2 separate regions of the Rattus norvegicus genome follow, and region 2 is linked to region 1. A link is a contact called in public Hi-C data. All regions are on one chromosome and are shown on one strand. The core of a region is the stretch at or near the end of the contact, and the rest is flanking DNA. Distances in the headings are between cores, read along the strand shown.

Region 1 (4,622 bases), core at 1,116-3,615:
TGTGTCTAGCCTGTTCTTTCTTCATCCTGTCTCTGAATAACTCTCTTCCTCCTCTTCCTCTTCCTCTTCCTCCTCCTCCTCCTCCTCCCCTCCTCCTCCTTCTCTCTTCTTCCCTCCCTCCCCCTTCCCCCTGCACCCTCACCCATACACCTCTCACCTTGCTCTCTTAAGTAGCTTCCCTTTCCGGTCTCTTATCATAAGAGTTGGGCGTGTCCAATGTCTGCTGACTCATTTTGTCAAACTCTTCTATGACTCATCAGTTTTTCAGTCAGTCAACTAGACATCACTTTCAGACATGGGTTCTGCCTCCTGCAAACTAACTTTACCTCCATTGTTTGTGATTAAAGGTATGTGCCAAGGGCCTGTTTGTGTTCCAGCCAGAGGGATTAAAGGTGTGTGCTAGTTTGACCTACATCACAACTAGAAACAGGTTTTATTTTTTCCAGTAAATAACACAATGTGATCAAATATCCTGCCTCCTTGGTGCCATGCCTCCCCGCTACAATGGACTCTTATCCTTCTAGAATATCAGGTAAAAGAAATCCTTTCTTTGTTAAATTGCCTTGGCCATGACACTTTAATGGTATCAACCAAAAAGAATAACTAATACAGCTCTTTATCTAAAGTATAGCAAACATATTATTATATCTATCAAAATTATGATGTCATATCTCACAGAACTAGAATTCATACTGAATTACCGAAAACCACAGTTAGCTAAGTTAAGTCTAAGAAGTAAGGAAACAGACGGTGTTATCACAACACCTCGCCTTAAATTATACTACAAAGCTATCGTGATAAAGACAGCCTAATTCTGACATAAAAGGCAGACTGGTGGACAAAGGCAACAGAATAAAGGACCCCCAAATAAACCAGTAAAGCTATGCCTGCCTAATTATTAAGAGAGGAGGCAAACACAGTGAAAAGGTGGCCTAGTTAACACGTGGTTCTGGCAACCTCCATTTGTACTTGCAGAAATTGGATTCAGGTATTTTACCTTGAATAAGAATCTCTTCTAAATGGATCAACTTTGATTTAGAACCTGAAATGCTTGACATTCTAGATGAAGACAGGGAATACCTAAGACACTGGGGCAAACAAGAGCATTCTGAACAAAAGGTCAACAGCTGGGAAACTACTCTCAAGTATCGACAGATGGGACTACATGAAATTAAGATTTTCTGTACAGCAACAAAAACTCTTAATCAAGCAAAAACCTTTATCCTCCACACCTCTTTTTTTTTCTTTTAATATAAGTCTTCCACTGAATCTAATGGCACCAATTTGACTAGGCTGCTTAGTTTGCAAACTAACACTAGGGTTATAGGTATGCTCCATTGTGCCTGGTTTTTTAATATTGATTTTGGGATTGAACTCTGGTCTTCAGGCTTGGAAGACAAGAGTTTACTAAGCCATATTCTCATCCCAGCCCCTTTCACTGTTTTCAACACTCTGAAAATTTTTACACATTTTACATTTTAAATTCTTACAAATTAGAGTTTAAATTCTTACAATTTTTATATGTCAATAACATCTATCCAAGGGACTTATACTTGTGTCTTGAGGGCAATTAGATTCCTAATAGGAACTCCAGAATAAATCCTATTCTACAAGGAGAAATCCTCAAAAGATGAAATTGAATTTGAGAGTAGATACTCAAGCCTGTGATTCTAATACTTTGGAGAAAGAAGCAGGAAGACTACCAGAAGTTCCAGGCCAGCCTAGACAAGAGAGAGAGAGAGAGAGAGAGAGAGAGAGAGAGAGAGAGAGAGAGAGAGAGAGATCCTGTCTCAAGAAATCCAAAACAGATACACACACACACACAAATATGAATCTGATCATGAGATCAGGTACTTGATGAGTACTTTCAACCAGCGATATTACTCATTCACTTCCGGATTTAGCTCATCTCTTTCCCTGGGTAATTTTTACTTTTTAATTTACAAGTAGTTCAAAACTGGCCCTGATGCCATGAACATTAGCAGTGTTGACCTTGTAACAGCGGAAACAACCTCATTATCACCCTTGCTGCCAAAACCAAGCAGAACATACTGTGATCCTAGTTTCAGATAAACAAGACAGAATAAAGATTTTCTTCATGCTGTGGGTAACTGTGCATGTCTCTCAAAGAATCTAACACCTTCCTCTGACATCATGAAGCTCTGGCCGATAGCAAAGAGCTATGGAAGAGACAACGCACATCAAGTCTCTTAGTACAGTTCCAAAACTGGGAATCTGGTCACCCTGGCTCTCATGTCTTCTATGGAGAAGCCTCAGAAGAACCCCTCACCATGGAGAACCCATTGCACAATGCCCATGGGCATTGTGGCCTGAAGACCGGAGTTCAGTCCCAAAATCAATATGAAAAAGTCTGATGCAATGGAGCATACCTCTAATTCTAGTGTGGGGGAGGAAAGGACAGGGATCCCTGGGGCTTTGCAAACTAAGCAGCCTAGCCAAATTGGTGCTGTTAGATTCAGTGGAAGACTTGCTTAAAATAAAAGTTAAAGGAAAAAAGGAGGTATGGCTGGTAAAGAATTTTGCTTGATTGAGAGTTTTCATTGCTGTACAGAAAACCTTAAAACCCCTCCTTTAGCTTCTTTCAGTCACAGGCTTGCAGGAAACTCCGGTTCCACTCACTACTGGCTCCAAGGCCTACTTTCAGACGAGTAAAACCTTTTTAAATTTCACTTGGTTTTCCACTCATGACCTTTCTTGTTCCTCGTTCTATTTCTCTTTTGCTTATTCATCAAATATTTTCCAATTCCTGTTCTAACTGGCTATGCCTGATACTCTCAGCTAATAATAAATGAGAGTAAGGTTTAGATTTTTTTTTTTTATTATCTTGAGTATTTCTTATATACATTTCAAGTGTTATTCCCTTTCCCGGTTTCCGGACAGACATCACCCTCCCCCCTCCCCTTCCTTGTGGGTGTTCCCCTCCCAAACCTCCCCCCATTGCCACCCTCCCCGCATAGTCTAGTTCACTGGGGGTTCAGTCTTAGCAGGACCCAGGGCTTCCCCTTCCACTGGTGCTCTTACTAGGATATTCATTGCTACCTATGGGGACAGAGTCCAGGGTCAGTCCATGTATAGTCTTTAGGTAGTGGCTTAGTCCCTGGAAGCTCTGTAGATTTTGACAGTGCTTTTTTTTTTTTTTTTTTAAACAACAAAGCCACTTCTCCAAACAGGTACTTTACAGATATTTCTTCTACATAGGCATAGAACACCTTGAGACAGTGGTTTTTACTGGCATTGTGGCTAAGGCATTAAGACCATCATATGTGTAGACTAATCTTTAATAACTAACAAAGGGGTCAGGGCATGTGCAAAATATACTCTTCTCTGAATGCTTTTGAATACTAAACTTTATCTTGTGTCAACTTCTTCATGCTGAAACAAATAAGCATATTTTCTATTATCGTTAAATGCTGTGAAGGAAACAAAACCATACAGTAGTTTACAGAAGGTTGGGGTCAGTTGGGATGATTTTATTGAGGACAACCAGAGAGAACTCTATTTAGGAAACAGAAATAAATTAAGTCAGGAATAAGAGAAGACAAATGGGCAGTTAAAGAAAGAAGTAAGTATAGAGGTTTGGGTGGGAAGATGCGTTGTATTAAATAGAAAATAAAAACGGGACAACAGTGACTGAAAGGGAATGAGGGGAAGTAGGGAGGGTCCACAGGGACAGATTTTAAGTTAGCCACAATAAGAAGTTGTGGGAAGGGGTTGGGGATTTAGCTCAGTGGTAGAGCACTTGCCTAGCAAGCGCAAGGCCCTGGGTTCCGTCCTCAGCTCCGGAAAAAAAAAAAAAAAAGAAGAAGTTGTGGGAGAAGCTAAAGTGAAGGACTCCAGATTCAGCAGCATATTTAAAAGTTTACGTCTGGACCTGGGAGAGAAAAGCCTGGTAGAGTGGTACATGAACAGAGAGAAACCAAACAGGAGGATGCTGCAGTGCTGAAGGCAGGAGAAGGTATGGGAGCTGACGGGTTAGAACTTCCGGTTGGCCACCAGCTGGGTGATAGGGGAAGGAAACAAGAAGAATCATAGATGACGTTGGACAGAGTACATTTGCTCTCCTTTTATTGTAAGAAATATGTGAGAGAATCAATTTATATGGTTTTGTTTTGCTTCTCATACTTTTGGTCTATGATAAGCTGGCTTCAGGCCTGAGATAAGATAGTGCATCATTCAACAAATATGTTTATGGAGCAAAGCGGATCATGTCAAGGCCAGGATTCAACCAGAGGCGAAGGAAGAGAATGGGCTCCCATAATGCCTTTCACGTAACTGACCTCACTTCCTTCTTCTAGGCTCCACGTGTTAAAAGTTCACCAGTCTTCCTCTGGCACCAACATTTGGGAACACGAGCCTAGCAGGGATGGTCAAAATCCACAGTAGCCGAGGGAGTAGAGGCATTTTAATGACTCGTGTACGCAACCACATAATACCGTGCCCAGGTGACTACTGAGATATGTAAGGGGCTGGGACATGAAGATTAGCATATAATCATGCACATTGGAAGCCCTAGAGACCAATGTTTAAGAAAGGCACGCGATTCTGAGATATCCTTGGGAAGTTCTTACCTTCCAGTTTATCACCGGGTGCAGACATACAAA
Region 2 (4,622 bases), core at 1,305-3,804, 280 kb before region 1:
CCCTGTGCTTTGACTTTACACTGGGTCTCACTGTGTTGTCCCCACACAGGAATGTGTGGCGGTGACTAGAACTCCAGCCCCAGGCCTTCCTCCTGAAAAGATAACCTCAACATGGAGCTCTGGGGTTTCACCTCTGTGCGGTCTGGGAATACCCGTAAGCGTTCAAGCATGCTTGTTTTCACACTGCACTGTTTACAATGGCCAGGGCTGTATGTCAGGACTTTTTGTTACTGTTAAAGACAAAGATACTTTTTGTTACTGTTAAATACTGTTAAATACCATACAACTGACTTCGGGAACAGCCAGGAAAGATATTCAGTTCCACAGCTGATGCAACTAGCCAAAACAGTTGGTGCTAGGGCAACTCTTTTATGTTTGACCCCTCTACATCTCATACTGCGAAGGGAACCAGGATCTGTCTAGCTGCAACCAAGGGTAGAAAGAATTTAGTGTCCTCCTAATGTCAGTGCAAGGAGTTTAAACTATCCCCCTTTAGCGCAGCAAATCAAACTGACAGTAAAATGAAATGACTTTATGACATTGGACCCATGGAAGGCAATCAATTGCTGTGTGCTCTGAACTAGTTCTTGCCAGTCCCGATTTTAAATTTTATTGACTTGGAAACAAGATTTGTGTGGTGGAAGGTTGATGGCCTTCCTTTTCCAGGAAGGATTCAATATCTCCAGGTAAGTACCGTTTGCCTGTAATAAGCGGCCAAAGCACGTTTCCCAGAATGTATTTATTTTCATTTAGTAAGTCTGAAAATAATAGACCAGCAAGGGACCAATTTGATATTCAATGCCACAATGTTGTGGACACAGTAGTAATTCTTCAGAGTCGGGTCTATGGTTACCTTAAACACAGAATTCAGTCTAGGCTATGGTTATTTGCAAGTGCTACGTTACCGATGAAGACAATACGATCAGCTGGTGAAGTCCTGAGCAAAAGAGAGGAAATCAGGTTGACTGATATACAGGACACTGCAGCCCCATGTCCATGGAGACGCTTTTACCAGCTTGCACAGATATCCCTCTGAATTGGACTTTAGCCCTCTAGTCACTGGTAGGGGGAAAACCATTTACACTCCAGAACTCTCCTGCCTTTTGGAGATTGTCCTTCTCATGACGCATGGAGGCAGGTGTCACATACACTGACACACCCCCCTGCCCTGAAGCTGTAACAAGAAGAGTAAAAGGAATGTGGGGCAGAAAAATAGTTCTACCTTGACAAACGCTGGGTGACTCAGCTTCGTTTGGTTAGAAGCTATAATTTACTGTGCTGTCCCTGTGTTTTCCTCACCATGAGCCATGCTGGTGAAGAAGTGCATGCTGGTCCTCAGGAGAAGAAGCAGCAAACACCCGTGTTTCCCTACGGGATAATCCATCCCCCCAATTCTCTGGCTTGCTTGATGCCTCTAGAGGTGTGTTCTCCACTAGAGATCAGTTATCCACCAAGCCGCTTCCTTACTCTACTGTCCGCTTCCATTTGAAAATAGTTTCAAAATCGGTGCTTTAATCAGTGTATCAAAATGAGGAACACTGTCAGTCTCTAGTAACTTTCTAACTCATTCTTTGTACTCTTAATATAAAATGTAACCCGTCTTTCTAAAGATACAAATGTGTTAGTAGCCACTCTGATCTGGGAGTGAATGTTTCCTTGGGATTGATAAATTAGAGGCTTTGGAAGCTCATTAACTCTTTAGTGTCACCCAGTGCAATTAACTGGCCCAGAGAATTTCCACAGGGTTGGTGAGTCACTAGCTAACACTCTTTGGCTACTTCTCTCTTCCCTGGAAGGAATTCACTTACAACACCTGAGGTTCTACATTAACACCCAGAATTCAGCAAGATTCTCCAGGAAATCTAAAACATTCCAGTTACATTTTCCAGAAAGTACAGGGAACTCCCGTCTACTTCAGACCCTTCTACTTCTCAGGAACGTGCAATCAGCAAAAAAACAAAGTCGCTTTCGGTCTGACTCAGGTGGACACCTGGACGCCCAGGTGAGTGTTTATTGAGGTGATTACTTTCACTCCATCCCTCAGGCTTCATTAGCTGTGGCTGCAGGGTGGCTCGCCAGGTGGACCTTTCCCAGGAGCCCAAAAGGAGCCCGCAGGAGGCTGCCTTGCTGAAGAATGGTGGAACACGTTCATCTTCTGGGCTTTGGTTTGTGAATTGCCTGCCATTACATGGATGATAAGAACCATTAAATTTCCATCTACTTTCTCTCTGTGTGGATTTTCTTTTTATATCCTGTGTTAGACTTTCTATATGTCAGTAGGCTGAGATCGCTGGGTGAAAAGACACAGTTAAGCCATTAAGCAGTCTTTGTCTTGCTGTGGTATAATTGCCTCACGGTGTCTTCATGCACCTCCCAGGCATTTTTCAACTACTGTGGAAAATAAGAGTTGCTGGTCACCATGACTTACACAAAGGCTGAGCATTGATTTTGAGTTCAGAGGACAAAGTAAGAAAACAAGTACACACATTCTACAGAGTCCCCTTTAGACCAAGTTTACCCACAGTCTATGAGTGTTTCTTCATGTACCTCCTGAGTGGGAGAATGGATTCCGAGAAGACCCAGCGTGCTCTCTGCCTGCACGTCCAATATAACAAAGCAACACAGGATGTCCCGTAAAACCATCCAGGTCGAGATCAGTGAAATCGGAAATGGCTGCTCTGTTAATTATTCTCCATGGATGGACACAACAGCAACGGTTGCATAACTGGAACATGGCACAAGTGTTGTGAGTTAAAATTCTATTTGGCTAACAGGACCCAAGAACCGTATTAGAAATTCACCCATAGAAGAGGCATTATTTTTTTCTGGGTATCATAAAAAGGCATCCGTTCAGCTAAAAGGTCTGACAAAACTTGATGCAAATTTTCCTATTAGAATTTTACTACCCAAGAGCTGCATGAGGAGGTGAAAGGTCAACACAAATGTGTTACTATCAAGAGTTAGCGTGATCTTAGCTTTCTTTTCAGTTTAGGAAGAAGGCATGTGAAATGTAGAATCTAGGGTGCTCCTCCTGTATTGAGGCAGAGGCTCCTCTACATTCCTTTATGTCTAGGAGTAAACTCCTCTTTGTAAATCACTAACCCCATCCCCTCCTCTCACTGAACAATTCCAGCACGGAGAGAGACATTTCCTCTTGGGCTTCTGATGCCCTTTCCACTGGCCTTGCAGCCTAGGAGATCGCATGGTGGTTGGATCTAGGTCAGCTGTGACTTTTGTATATGTTTATGCTAAAACACTTCAGGAGGCTCTCACGAGAGCAAGGCTGTTTTCTGACTTGTACATTTAGCATTCACTTAAAAATCCCATTTCGGCTCATTAGATTTCTTCTCCCACACCTGGCCTTTTCATCTCGTCCTCCCACAATTCTACCTCTGTCTAAAAACGTCTCTACCATTTCAATCACATCAACACATGTGGTTCTACCTAAATGATGGGCCAGAGTGAAATAAAAGACTAGAACCAAATGGCTTTCCCAGGGAAGAGGATTCAAACAGGAAACTCGGGGGAGAGAAAACGAACCAAAAGGCAGAAAAACAGGGAAATTACAAGAGGTAAAATTGGAGCCAGGGTAATGAGGGTTAGATATTCTTGCTTCCGGGCATAGATTTCTTCATTTCTCTTATTTTTTTGTAACTTCACCCCCATCTGTTAGTTTGATTTGTATCTCAAATGGAAAAAACGGAAACGCCATGTGGTGTTGCGGAGCAAACAGGCTTCAGAAACATCCAACCCTGGGCTTGAACTGGCAGTTTTTGAACTGGTTGAGATACTATTTCACATTTGTGGTCCTCCCAGGCTTTCTCCCTATTTAAAGGATCCAGGATGCCGCTCTCCAAGCTAATGGCAAACACTAAAATGGAGAAACAGTGCCTGCGGTATGATGCTTGGCATGAGGCGAGCACCGAGAATGTGGTCAAGCTCATCTGGCCTATGCAGCAAGGGTATGGCAAACCCTACTGAAAGCATAATTCTAAGCTGAGAGCACAGCTTGCCACTTGAAGCAGCCTTTCAGAAATGCCAACAGTCGGTTTCTGATCTTTCAAAGAGCTGGGGGCAAGAAAGGAGGAAGCTGAGACTCCAGATGAAGCCCCTTCCATGCAAAACGGTCATGGGAAAGGACAATAATACGTGGGTCTCTGCCTGCTAATCAAATGTGATGCCAGTGGCACAGATACAATGGAGGCGAACGCACAAAATTATATTTGAAAAGGCAGGGCACACTTTTCCATGCAAATGATAGATGATGAAAGGAAAAAAATATCATGCGATTGAATGAGCAGTGGCTAATTATTCTTCAAAGTATTCCCAAGGCTCTGATCTTAATTAAAGGGTTAAATGATGAAAGTGTAGAGGTGGGTCCCCTGGCTCCTCTACTGTTTAACCCTTTCATGCCCGAATGTTATTCTAATTTTGGTTTATTCAAATACCAACATGACATTCCCAAAGCCCTGGTGTGCCTTGAAGTCTATCCATGCTTCAAAAATCTCACTCCAAACTCTTCCCTTTCTCTTGTCTTTGCAGGATCAAGTTCCTCTGGGTTCTGGAGAACTTTTCACTCTTCCTTCAGGGTCAGAAATCACTGGAGAGCTAACAGCAGCATT

The links. A called contact is a pair of places that touch in the nucleus more often than the background predicts.
Region 2: a Hi-C map of liver shows a contact between it and region 1, with 6 times the contacts expected there. The contact joins two enhancer-like sites. A contact is called at or near these places in 3 of 12 Hi-C or Micro-C datasets (liver and psoas muscle).

The regions. Positions count from the first base shown.
Region 1 is chr14:95,134,129-95,138,750 of GRCr8, reverse strand. No RefSeq gene overlaps it. Among named protein-coding and RNA genes, the nearest start is that of Sec61g, 17 kb to the right of the region's middle. Within about 2 kb of position 2,365, at least 3 of the 93 cell types and tissues checked have an H3K27ac peak or open chromatin away from gene starts, as enhancers often do. A contact at or near this core is called in liver, where this site is marked.
Region 2 is chr14:95,415,438-95,420,059 of GRCr8, reverse strand. The region is part of intron 1 of Egfr (epidermal growth factor receptor); the gene reads right to left. Among named protein-coding and RNA genes, the nearest start is that of Egfr, 39 kb to the right of the region's middle. Within about 2 kb of position 2,554, at least 3 of the 93 cell types and tissues checked have an H3K27ac peak or open chromatin away from gene starts, as enhancers often do. A contact at or near this core is called in liver, where this site is marked.